Regions from separate parts of the Sus scrofa genome. Here region 2 is linked to region 1. Evidence: chromatin contacts called from public Hi-C data. All regions are on one chromosome and are shown on one strand. Each heading gives the region's core, a stretch centred on a gene start, on an enhancer-like site or on the middle of the called end of the contact. The rest is flanking DNA. Distances are from core to core; before and after follow the strand shown. Region 1 holds the start of HSD17B1 (hydroxysteroid 17-beta dehydrogenase 1). Region 2 overlaps STAT5B (signal transducer and activator of transcription 5B).

What was found. A called contact is a pair of places that touch in the nucleus more often than the background predicts.
Region 2: a Hi-C map of skeletal muscle shows a contact between it and region 1, with 2.5 times the contacts expected there. The contact joins the enhancer-like site here to the promoter of HSD17B1 in region 1. A contact is called at or near these places in 2 of 5 promoter capture datasets (fetal liver and liver), 3 of 47 Hi-C or Micro-C datasets (retroperitoneal adipose tissue, skeletal muscle and subcutaneous adipose tissue) and 1 of 2 datasets of contacts at active chromatin or transcription factors (skeletal muscle).

The regions. Positions count from the first base shown.
Region 1 is chr12:20,268,175-20,273,415 of Sscrofa11.1, forward strand. It overlaps HSD17B1 (hydroxysteroid 17-beta dehydrogenase 1), which reads right to left and starts at 3,175. Exons shown (of 6, transcript NM_001128472.1): 1 at 3,079-3,175; 2 at 2,804-2,971; 3 at 2,484-2,663; 4 at 2,248-2,341; 5 at 1,632-1,809; 6 at 1,294-1,542. The coding sequence starts at 3,175. The coding sequence ends at 1,294.
Region 2 is chr12:20,560,808-20,566,048 of Sscrofa11.1, forward strand. It overlaps STAT5B (signal transducer and activator of transcription 5B), which reads left to right. Exons shown (of 18, transcript NM_214168.1): 12 at 2,156-2,362; 13 at 3,651-3,745; 14 at 3,847-3,977. Among named protein-coding and RNA genes, the nearest start is that of GHDC, 18 kb to the right of the region's middle. Within about 2 kb of position 2,199, at least 2 of the 83 cell types and tissues checked have an H3K27ac peak or open chromatin away from gene starts, as enhancers often do. A contact at or near this core is called in skeletal muscle, where this site is marked.

The sequences.
Region 1 (5,241 bases), core at 1,925-4,424:
GCTGTAGCTGCCAGACTACGCCATCGCCACAGCAACACCAGATCAGAGCCTCATCTGTAACCTACACCACAGCTCATGGCAAGGCTGGATCCTATGCTGAGCAAAGCATTCTCATGGATACAAGTCAGATTCCTTTCCACTGAGACACAACAGGAACTCCTGCATCATCTTTATTAAGTCCCCTCCTGGGGCACCCGTATCACCTTCCTCTACCAGCAACCTCCTCACCTAGTCTCCATCTCCACCCATTGTCCAGCATCCAACTTCAGAGACAGTTAGAAGGAGACCGACTCTGCAACCCTGCAGGTCCTTTCAGTGGCCCCTGCCACTTTAGCTCCTTCCACTGGCTTCCAGAAGGAGGATGTATGTTTGAGCAAATCAGCCAGGACCTGAGCCTCAGCTAGACCTCCTGGTGAGAGGCAGCGTCTGAGCCGGGTGGGGATCTCTCTGGGCAGAGGGCATGGAGGGGGGCTGAGTGGGGCTGTCTCCTTTTGGCTCATTTAGCCTTGGGAACACAAAAACGACAGTAATACTACTAGTAGTAATAATAATAGCCAGTGCCTGCTATTAAGATCTCCAGACCAGGAGTTCCCGTCGTGGCTCAGTGGTTAACGAATCCGACTAAGAACCATGAGGTTGCGGGTTCGATCCCTGCCCTTGCTCAGTGGGTTAAGGATCCGGCGTTGCCGTGAGCTGTGGTGTAGGTCTCAGATCCCGCGTTACTGTGGTTCTGGCGTAGGCCAGTGGCTACAGTTCCGATTAGACCCCTAGCCTGGGAATCTCCATGTGCTGCGGGAGCGGCCCTAGAAAAGGCAAAAAAGACGAAAAAACAAACAACGACAACAACAACCAAAAAAACCTCCAAACCAGCACTTTCTGGCATTATCTCAATTCATTCTTACCACAATCCATGACATAGGTATTAAACCCATTTTACAGATAAGAAAGCAGAGGGTAAGGACGTTGTCTAAGGTCCCATGACTGGTGGAAGCCAAGTCACAAGCCAACTCTCCCCGCCCTCAAGTCCGACTAGCTCCTCCTGCTGCAGACACCCCTTGGGGATCGAGGACCACTCTCCCTGCCCTGTGGAGGACGAGGAGTGACCTTGGGCAAAGCTCCTTCCCTTTCTGGGCTTCGGTTTCAGTAGGTACAACCCGGGCTAACACGACCTTTCCTGACGGCTCACCCTCTGCAGGCGCAAGTGCAGAGCAGTCAGGAGCCCCTTTCCATCCCTAAACCGCACACCTTCCGGGCCGCAAAGGAGAGTGCGGGAGACAGCGGCAGACCAAGCCCTTATTGCGGGGTGGCAAGAGGAGCGCCGAGCTCAGACGGCCCCAGGTCTCCAGCTCCCGCCTCCGCCTCGCCGCAATCAGTGCCCTCGAAGCCCTCGGTGGCCTGGTCGCCGAACACTCTTTGGTGCTCGGCTGCGACGTAGCTGCTGCTGCTGGGGTCGGAGAAGCGCAGCTTGATCAGGGGATGGAAGTGCTCGGTGGTGAAGTAGCGCAGAGCCGGGCGCGGCGCGCGCAGAGCCTGGAGGAAGACCTGCGGCGGCGGGAGCAGGCGAACTTGGTCGGGGTTGGGCTTGGGGCCTGGAGCGCCGCCCCCGCTCCCGCAGCCCCGCCCGCGCTCACCTCGACCACCTCCTCCGGGTCCTGCGCCGCCTCAAGGAACGTCTGCTCGAAGTGGCTCAGGTAGCGGGAGAAGAGGTCACGGGTCTCGGCGTCCGCGCGATCCAGTATCCCGCCCAGGCCGTCCTCCAGCTTCTCGGGGAAGGCAGTACGCACCGGGCCGCACTCGATGACGCTCACGCTGCGGGCCGGAGGGCGGCGAGTGAGCGGGAGTGGATGCGCAGCCGGGAGGGAGGCGGGCGAGGAGGTGGGGGGTGGTTTGAAAGCGGCTCACTGCCCCCAAAGCGCCCCCACATCCCTTGGAGGGTGTGAGAGGCTCTGGCGTCAAAATGCCAACTTGCCTGGGACACTAACTTCTGTGCGACCTTGGGTCAGCACCGAACTTCTCTAGGCCTGAGCTTCCCCATGACGATACCGACGCCTCACTAGCTCAGGCGGAGTGGGAGGACGCGTGCCAAGCGCCCAGTACTGTGCCAGTACTGTGCCTGGCACACGACGAATGGGACCCGCACAAGGGAGGGGCCAGCGAGAACGCCTGGGAGCGGCTCCAACAAGGCAGGGTGCTGGGGTTCCCAAAGGCAGGGTTCAGAGGGTCCCCGGGGGCGGGGCGGTAACTCACTGGACCCCGAAGCTCTGCAGCACAACCGCCAGACTCTCGCATAAGCCTTCGATTGCAAACTTGCTGGCGCAGTAAACAGCGTTGAAGGGAAGCCCTTGGAGGGGAGAGGGGGCTGCTGAGGTGCGCGGAGCAGCAGAAGCAAGCGAAGCCCGTGGCGGTCTCGCCAGCTCCCACCTCCCCGCTTTTATCAGACGCCCCCCCTCCTGCCGCTTCTGGCCCCTCCTTTTTCTACTCACCTATCAGGCCTCCCAGGCTCCCGGTCACCAATATGCGACCCGAGCGGCGCCGCTTCATGTCCGGCAGAAAGGCCTGCATCATCCGCACGGTGCCGGCCAGGTTCACATCCAGCACGGAGTCCACAGCGCCCTCCCTGTGTGCCTCCAGGGGCCCCACCAGGCCCCGGCCTGCGTTGCACACTGTGGGGAGAGAGACCACACCCTGTCCGCCTCACGCAGAGCCCTGCACCCCGCTTGTCCCCTGGGGCTCCCTGGGCCTCCGTACATCTTGGTTTGGACACAGGGTGAGGAAGGGCAACTTGTTTGGCGGGGAGGCTCACCCAGCACATCCACGCGTCCCTCGGTCACGTGTGCCCGGGCATCCGCTATTGAATCTGCATCCCTCACATCCAGCTGCAAGGTCTCCAGGGAGCCCGGGGGGCACCCTCGGGCCTGGGCGGCCTCCAACAGCGGGCCTTGTGCCGTCAAGTCCCTTAGGGTGGCGTACACTGGAGGTGCAGGGAGAAGAAGAGGCTCTGAATTCCTGGCTCCCAACCCTACCTAGGCCCCCTCCTACCAGGAGCTGTGGTTTCTCTCCACTCCCAGCCTCCTGTACCTTTGAAGCTCTGAGATGGGTCAGATGCCAGACGCAGGGCCAGGTGCAGGCCGATGCCGGAGGAACAGCCGGTGATGAGCACCACGGTGCGGTCCATTGGGTTGTGCAGTTTGGAAAGGCGAGGAATGCTGGGCTCTGGTCTCCGGGATAGTTATCATCTGCTGTGACCCGCCCCTGCCCGCTGGGGTCCCCACCCCTTATTATGTCTTCAGCACAATCTCAAGGCTGAGCCCTCCTGTGGGTTGCTGGCCTGCTCTCCCCAATTTTCTCTAGGTCAAGGCAGAGATGAGGCCACTGCCTGGAACATCCCCTTTTAGTTGCTGGTCAGAGGGTGGGTGAAGCTTTGCAAACAGGAGGTGTGGGCACTGAGTGCCCCAGAGCTGATCTTCCCCTAGCAAGCCTCTGACACACAGGGACAATCCTAGTTGCCAAGGTTTGTTGCTGAGGGTGTGAAAGCAAATGCTTCGGAAGGGCATTCTCAGTGTGTCTGTTCGTTTACTTATTGTCTTTTTAGGGGCATATGGAAGTTCTCAGGCTAGGGGTCGAATCAGAGCTGTAGCTGCCACTCTACACAACAACTCGGGATCCAAGGAGTCTGTGACCTACACCACAGCTCATGGCAGCGCCAGATCCTTAACCCACTGAGTGAGGCCAGGGATTGAACACACATCCTCATGGATACTAGTCTGGTTCATTACCGCTGTGCCACGAAGGGAACTCCAGGGCAGTCTCCGTTCAAAGGTCAAAGGTTACTTTTTAAAATGGGGGAGCTGAGGCAAGGGGGCAGGGAGAAGTGGCCTCACCAGTGTCTATGCGATAGCCTTGAGTCCTCCCAGGTGTCATGGCACTGACATTCCGACACACAGGTCCAGGTGATTCATCAGTTTATTAAGTTGTATTAAAACAGTACTTTGATCCCAAATTTGAGATGAGGGAGGAAGGCAGCTCAGGCCCCTCCAAACCTTCCATGCCTGATCCCACCAGCATGAGTTCCTTCACCCAGGCCTGGGGAACTCCTGTGAGGCTTGTCCAGCCCCAGGCCCTGGGAACCTGTCCAGGCCTGGAGTTTGGGGAGAATGTGGCCCAAGGATGGTTGATGTCACAAGGAGCCAGCCACCCACCGGGGGTAATATTTGAGGAAGAGCTTCTTGGCCAGGTCTACCGTGTCACCTTGGGGCTGGCTAGGGTACCTCCTGGTGCCAAGGACAAAGGTCTGTTCCAGCTGGAAGACGTTCTGGTCAAACTGGTGCTGTTGGAAGGGGATGCCTTGGACCAGGCTTTCAACCAGCATCTCCATGAAGAGCCGCCAGCGGGGGGTGTAGTAGTCAGCCACCAGTCCTGCCAGCTGCTTGTTGGCATAGTCTAAGATGTTGCCTTCTGGCCCCCACAGGGTCAGCTGGTAGCGGCTGTTCTGCTCATAGAAAAGGGCCTCAGCCTCACTGACTGCCACCCCCCGGGCCTGCTCCAGCCAGCTGCCCAGCAGGAAGTGGCTGTCACTAGCCAGCACCTTGTCCAGAGCAGGCAGAAGCTCGTAGGCCAGGATGCCTCCTGCCCGCATCAGGGAAACCAGTTCCTTATTCAGATAGGCCGTCCTCGCCTCTTCATAGTATAAGCTGACCAGCTCCTGGACTGCCTGGCGAGTGATGTCCACCAGGTCATAGCGGAAGGCTGGGCTGCTGGCCAGGGTGGGAGTGGCTTTCAGCAGCAGCCGCCAGGCTTCAAATACATCTGATTGGTTGTACCAGACGGTGGTCGCCATCTGGAGGGATGGTCGCCTGACCAGGGGGCTGCGATTGTGTCCGGTGCAGCCCTCGCCAGAGCAGTTGTAGACACTCCTGAGAAGCAGCCTCCAGGCCGCCTCCGCATCCCCCTGGGAGACCCCGTACCGCCGGGCCGCAAAGCTGGTCACCCAGGTCCCCAAATCTGCCACTGGGTCCTTCCGCCAGCCCAGCTCAGCCATGAGGGCGTAGACCACCTCGTTCTGGCCGATGCCCTCAGGGGCCATGCCTGTGCCTGCCATGGTGGAGTTGGGGAAGAGGCGGGCGGCTGCGGGGCCTTGGTTCACAGACTCCAGGGCCCCAAACAGGCCGTGGTTGCCCCCAAAGTTATGCAGCATGCACCAGATGAAGGGCTGGCCCAGGAAGGAGGCTGTGCGGACGTACA
Region 2 (5,241 bases), core at 949-3,448, 290 kb after region 1:
GTAGTGTCTATCTTAATCCCAAACTCCTAATTTATCCCCCTCCCACACCCCTTTTTTCCCTTTGGTAACAGTAAGTTTGTTTTCTATGTCTGTGAGTCCGTTTCTGTTTTGTAAATAAGTTCCATTTGTATCATGTTTTAGATTCCACGTAAAAGTGATATCAGGAATTCCTGACATGGCTCAGTGGTTAATGAACCTGACTAGCATCCACAAGGACGTGGGTTCAATCCCTGGCCTCATTCAGTGGGTTAAGGATCTGGCGTTCTGTGAGCTGCAGTGTAGGTCACAGATGTAGCTCAGATCCCGCATTGCTGTGGCTGTGGTGTAGGCTGGCGGCTATAGCTCTGATTCAACCCCAAGCCTGGGAACCTCCATATGCTGCAGGTGCAGCCCTAAAAAGATGAAATTTAAAAAATGATATACAGTATTTGTCTTTCTCTGTCTGACCTACTTCACTTAGTGTGATAATTTTTAGGTCCATCCATGTTTCTGCAAATGACTTTATCTTTTTACGGCTGAGTAATATTCCATGGTATATGTATGTACCACATCTTCATTATCCTTTCATTTGTTGATGGGCATTTAGGTGGCTTCCATGTGTTGTCTATTGTAAACAGTGCTGCTGTGAACATTGGGGCGCATGTATCATTTTGAATTAGAGTTTTCTCCAGACGTATGCCCAGGAGTGGGATTGCGAGATCATATGACAACTCTATTTTTAGTTTTTTAAGGAACATCCATACTGTCCGCAGTGGCTGCACCACTTTACCTTCCCACCAACAGTATAGGAGATGGCTCCCTTTTCTTCACACCCTCCCCATTATGCTGCTTTAATATAAATACATACTTGTGGGAATTAATTCTACAGATATATTTGCGAATGTGCCAAGTGACATGAATAGGCTGCAGCACTGTTTGTAGTAGCCAAAGACTGGAGACTCGTGCGCAGATGTCCCCCTGCGAGGTTAAATATATTATTATTCCTCCATAGTGTAGAATAATGAGCAGCCTCGAAAGAAAATTTTATGTGCTGAGGCCTCTCAGATAAAATATTAAGTGAAAAAAAAAAAAAAGATGCAAGATGTGGGTTCTATATATTAAAAAAGGGGAAATGTATACATATTTGCCAGCATGTAAAGAATATCTTTGGAGGTATACCCAGTAAACTAGATTACAAGATTTAGGAAAGGAACTAGATTGCTGATGGACAGAGAAGGGAAATGACTTCACTGTAGGCCCTTCTGTGCTTTTGAAATTTTATATCATGTGGAGAAATTGCCTATTCCAAAAAAAAGTTACAATAATTAAAATGAAATACCGTGGCTGAATGGGATGAAAAGCCATTTATTAAAAATTCACATTCTGGAGTTCCCATCGTGGCGCAGTGGTTAACGAATCCAACTGGGAACCATGAGGTTGCGGGTTCGGTCCCTGCCCTTGCTCAGTGGGTTAAGGATCCGGCATTGCTGTGAGCTGTGGTGTAGGTTGCAGACGCGGCTTGGATCCCACGTTGCTGTGGCTCTGGCACGTAGGCTGGCGGCTACAGCTCCGATTCGACCCCTAGCCTGGGAACCTCCATATGCCACGGGAGCGGCCCAAAGAAATAGCAAAAAGACAAAAAAAAAAAAAAAATTCACATTCTAACCTGTTTTGCAGTAAAGTTGTCAGAGCACAGTTTCCACTCTTCCATAGTAAGTCCTTTCACTTTGAGCTGGAGTTCTTGGCAGAAGGGGTCAAGGGCACGGATGACGGTTGCGCACCCACATATGAACACACACATTCTCTCTCTGCACCTAGAGAACCAGTCTTGTGGATTTGTACTCCCTTTGAGTTTATAGTGTCAGAGTCAGACTTTGGTCATGTTTTGTCTCCGTGACCATGAGAGCATGGGATCAGACAGTATGTCCAGCAGCTCTTTTACGGAACAGCACTGATAGCTTCCAAGTGGCATGTGAAGACAGTGAGATGGAACCTTCTCAATGTCCCAGAACCGCAAACCCCGCGAAGGTTTGAGTTTAGCCCCACGCTCAGCCAGACAAGTGTTTGCAACTCCATCCCCTCCTCAGTGGTTTTCTTTTTCGGGCTGAGGGGATAAATCCTGCAGGTGTTTTCTCCTAAGGTTCTGGCTTCTCTCCCCTTCACCCCACCCCCGCAGGGCAGGGTGCCCTTTGCGGTGCCTGACAAAGTCCTGTGGCCGCAGCTGTGCGAGGCGCTCAACATGAAATTCAAGGCCGAGGTGCAGAGCAACCGGGGCCTGACCAAGGAGAACCTCGTGTTCCTGGCGCAGAAGCTCTTCAACAGCAGCAGCAGCCATCTGGAGGACTACAGCGGCATGTCTGTGTCCTGGTCCCAGTTCAACAGGGTGAGGGCCCCCGCCTGCTGCAATCAGATCAGCCCCTCCAGGCCAGACCCCTCGGGAGCATCCCTGCCCCGGGCCCCCGTTCCTCATGCCTCTAATACACCATGCCCACGGTAATAGGAAGCCTCTGAAAGCCACATGCTTTGTGTGTGTGTGTGTAGAAAATTTTGTGCTTGAATATTTAAGCAAACGGCTTTGCATGCATTTTCTTCCTTTGTAAAGGAAACAGCAAAGCAAATGATCACATAACTCATGAGAAGTAAAGCTTTGGTGATGCTCAGAACTCCATGGCTCAGTCCCCTTGACTCTCTGAGGCTCCTTGAGTGTAATGCAAAGTCAGACTCCCATGGGGCCCTCAGCCCTCAAAAGAGGGTGCCAATGAAGGCCACATTTCCTCTAGCCTCAGGCAGTTCAGATGCCACCTGTCACATCTTCGATTTTAAATTGAACGTTTGTGTCTTTGCATCCATGGCCACCCCCGTGTTTTAAGTGCCCCAGTTCAAAGATCTCATAGTCTCTGAGTCTAACTCTTTTAAATGGCTGTGTGTTAACCAGCTAGCCAACAGGTTTGCTGGTAGTCAGAGGAGGTTCGATAGGGGAAGCAGGAGGCCTTGGTAGTCTGTCTTTTCCGTTGCAGAATCATGCCTTCCAGCAGAATCAGATAACTGCACTTTGCTGATAATTATTGCAGCAGCTGTATGATGGCGTGTTCTCTGTGGCCTCACAGTGTGATCTAGTCCAGTTCAAATTTACACATCACCTGGGCAGCTTGTTAAGGCGCAGGCTCAGCTTCAGCAGGTCTGAAATGGGGCTTGATATTTTGCGTTTCCCAGAGGCTCCCTGGCAACGCTGCCGCTGCGGGTCACAGACCACACATCAAAAACAGTAAAGGAGGGGGCCCAGTCTTTAGGGCCTTAGCCTCCTGTGACCCTCTTATGCCTGTCAAAGCAATAAAGCTATTCTTTTCTCCTTTGCTCCGCCCCCCCCCCCCAAAAGCAAAGAACAAGTCAGTCCAGATGCAGGGGCAAGTGTTTGTAGCCGAGATCCACGGACTGTTGGTAACTGCTCTGTGGTATTTCCCCCTTCTTCTGTCTTTTCCTCTCTATCCTGGTTTTTTTTTTTTTTTTGGTTGTAGGACCACTTGATCAAACTCAGGCAGGCGTGTATATTTCTATGATTCTGACAGTGTAGATGTTATTTTCCCTTTAATTTCACCAGTTAAAGTCTATACGGGTAATATCCTGAGGGTTCCTTCTGCCTATTTGTATTCATTTGTTGTCTCTCCAACCAGGAAAATTTACCAGGACGGAATTACACTTTCTGGCAGTGGTTTGATGGCGTGATGGAAGTGTTAAAAAAACATCTCAAGCCTCATTGGAACGATGGGTGAGAATCCTTTCTTAAGTTAGCAGTAGAGTTAGGAAGATGATCTTTCCGGCATTAAAACATCCCACTCTGCTTCTGCTCCTTTGGCATTTCTGATCCAGGGCTATTTTGGGTTTCGTGAACAAGCAACAGGCCCATGACCTACTCATTAACAAGCCCGACGGGACTTTCCTGCTGAGGTTCAGTGACTCTGAAATTGGTGGCATCACCATTGCTTGGAAGTTTGATTCTCGTGAGTGCCCCTCCCTTTTTTAAGACATATCTTGGCTCTCGTTAGCTGCTTTTGTTGCAAAATTACTTTAAGAAACAAGTTATTGAGTACATATTATTCTTTGGGGCCAGTGCTAATTATGGGAAGCACAAATGTATAACCATGACACAGCTGCAGCCTGTGTAAAATCTTCTGGGAAACAGTTACTAGTTTTGAGAAACACAAATGTACAAGGGGACATGGCCACCTGTAATGCAGCGCCCTGTCCCAAATCTCAGCTGCTTCTCATTTGAAATATTTGCCTTCTTATCACTCAACTTTGAACTTACTCCAGTAAAGAATTACTTTGTTGTTTGGAGTTGTTAAAGTGGAATAATATGCTATTTGAATCATTCCTTTATCCTATTATAAGAATATTGCCATTGGAGTTCCCATTGTGGCTCAGGTTAAGAATCTGACTAGTTGTGGTCCCATCATGGCTCAGTGGTTAACGAACCCAACTAGTATCCATGAGGACATGGTTCGATCCCTGGCCTTGCTCAGTGGGATAAGGATCCAGCATTGCCCTGAGCTGTGGTATAGATCGCAGATACGGCTCGGATCCCGTTACTGTGGCTGTGGTATATGCGAGCAGCTACAGCTCCCATTCAACCCCTAGTCTGGGAACTTCTATATACTGCCATGTGGCCTTAAAAAGAAAAATATATATATATGTTAATAGTTTTGAATAACTCTCACATATCTGCTGGCTGTGGATATGCTTTCTTTCTCTCTTACATACTTTTGTACAGGGAGTCAGGGACTGGAGCCAGCAAGCTATCTCTTCTAGAGAGAGACAGAATACTCTTTGAACTTGAAACTCCCTGAGATCATTAAATCTCTAGGGAAGTGGTATATGCATTACCTGCTTATAGTAATGAAAGTCTACCCATAACTTTTTTTTTTTTTTTTTTTTTTTTTTTTTTTGCTTTTTATGGTGTGGCATATGGAGGTTCCCAGGCTAGGGGTCAAATTGGAGCTGTATCCGCCAGCCTACACCACAGCCACAGCAACGCAGGATCCAAGCCACATCTGCAACCTACACCCCAGTTCCCAGCAACGCCAGATCCTTAACCCACTGAGGCCAGGAATCAAATCTGAGTCCTCATGAATGCTAGTCAGATTCGTTTCTACTGAGCCATGATGGGAACGCCCATGTTTATTTTTTTAATGGAGATTTTTATTGGAACAGTTTTAATGGAGAGCTATATTTGTAGTATATTTGGGTTTTAAGATTTCCTGTTCA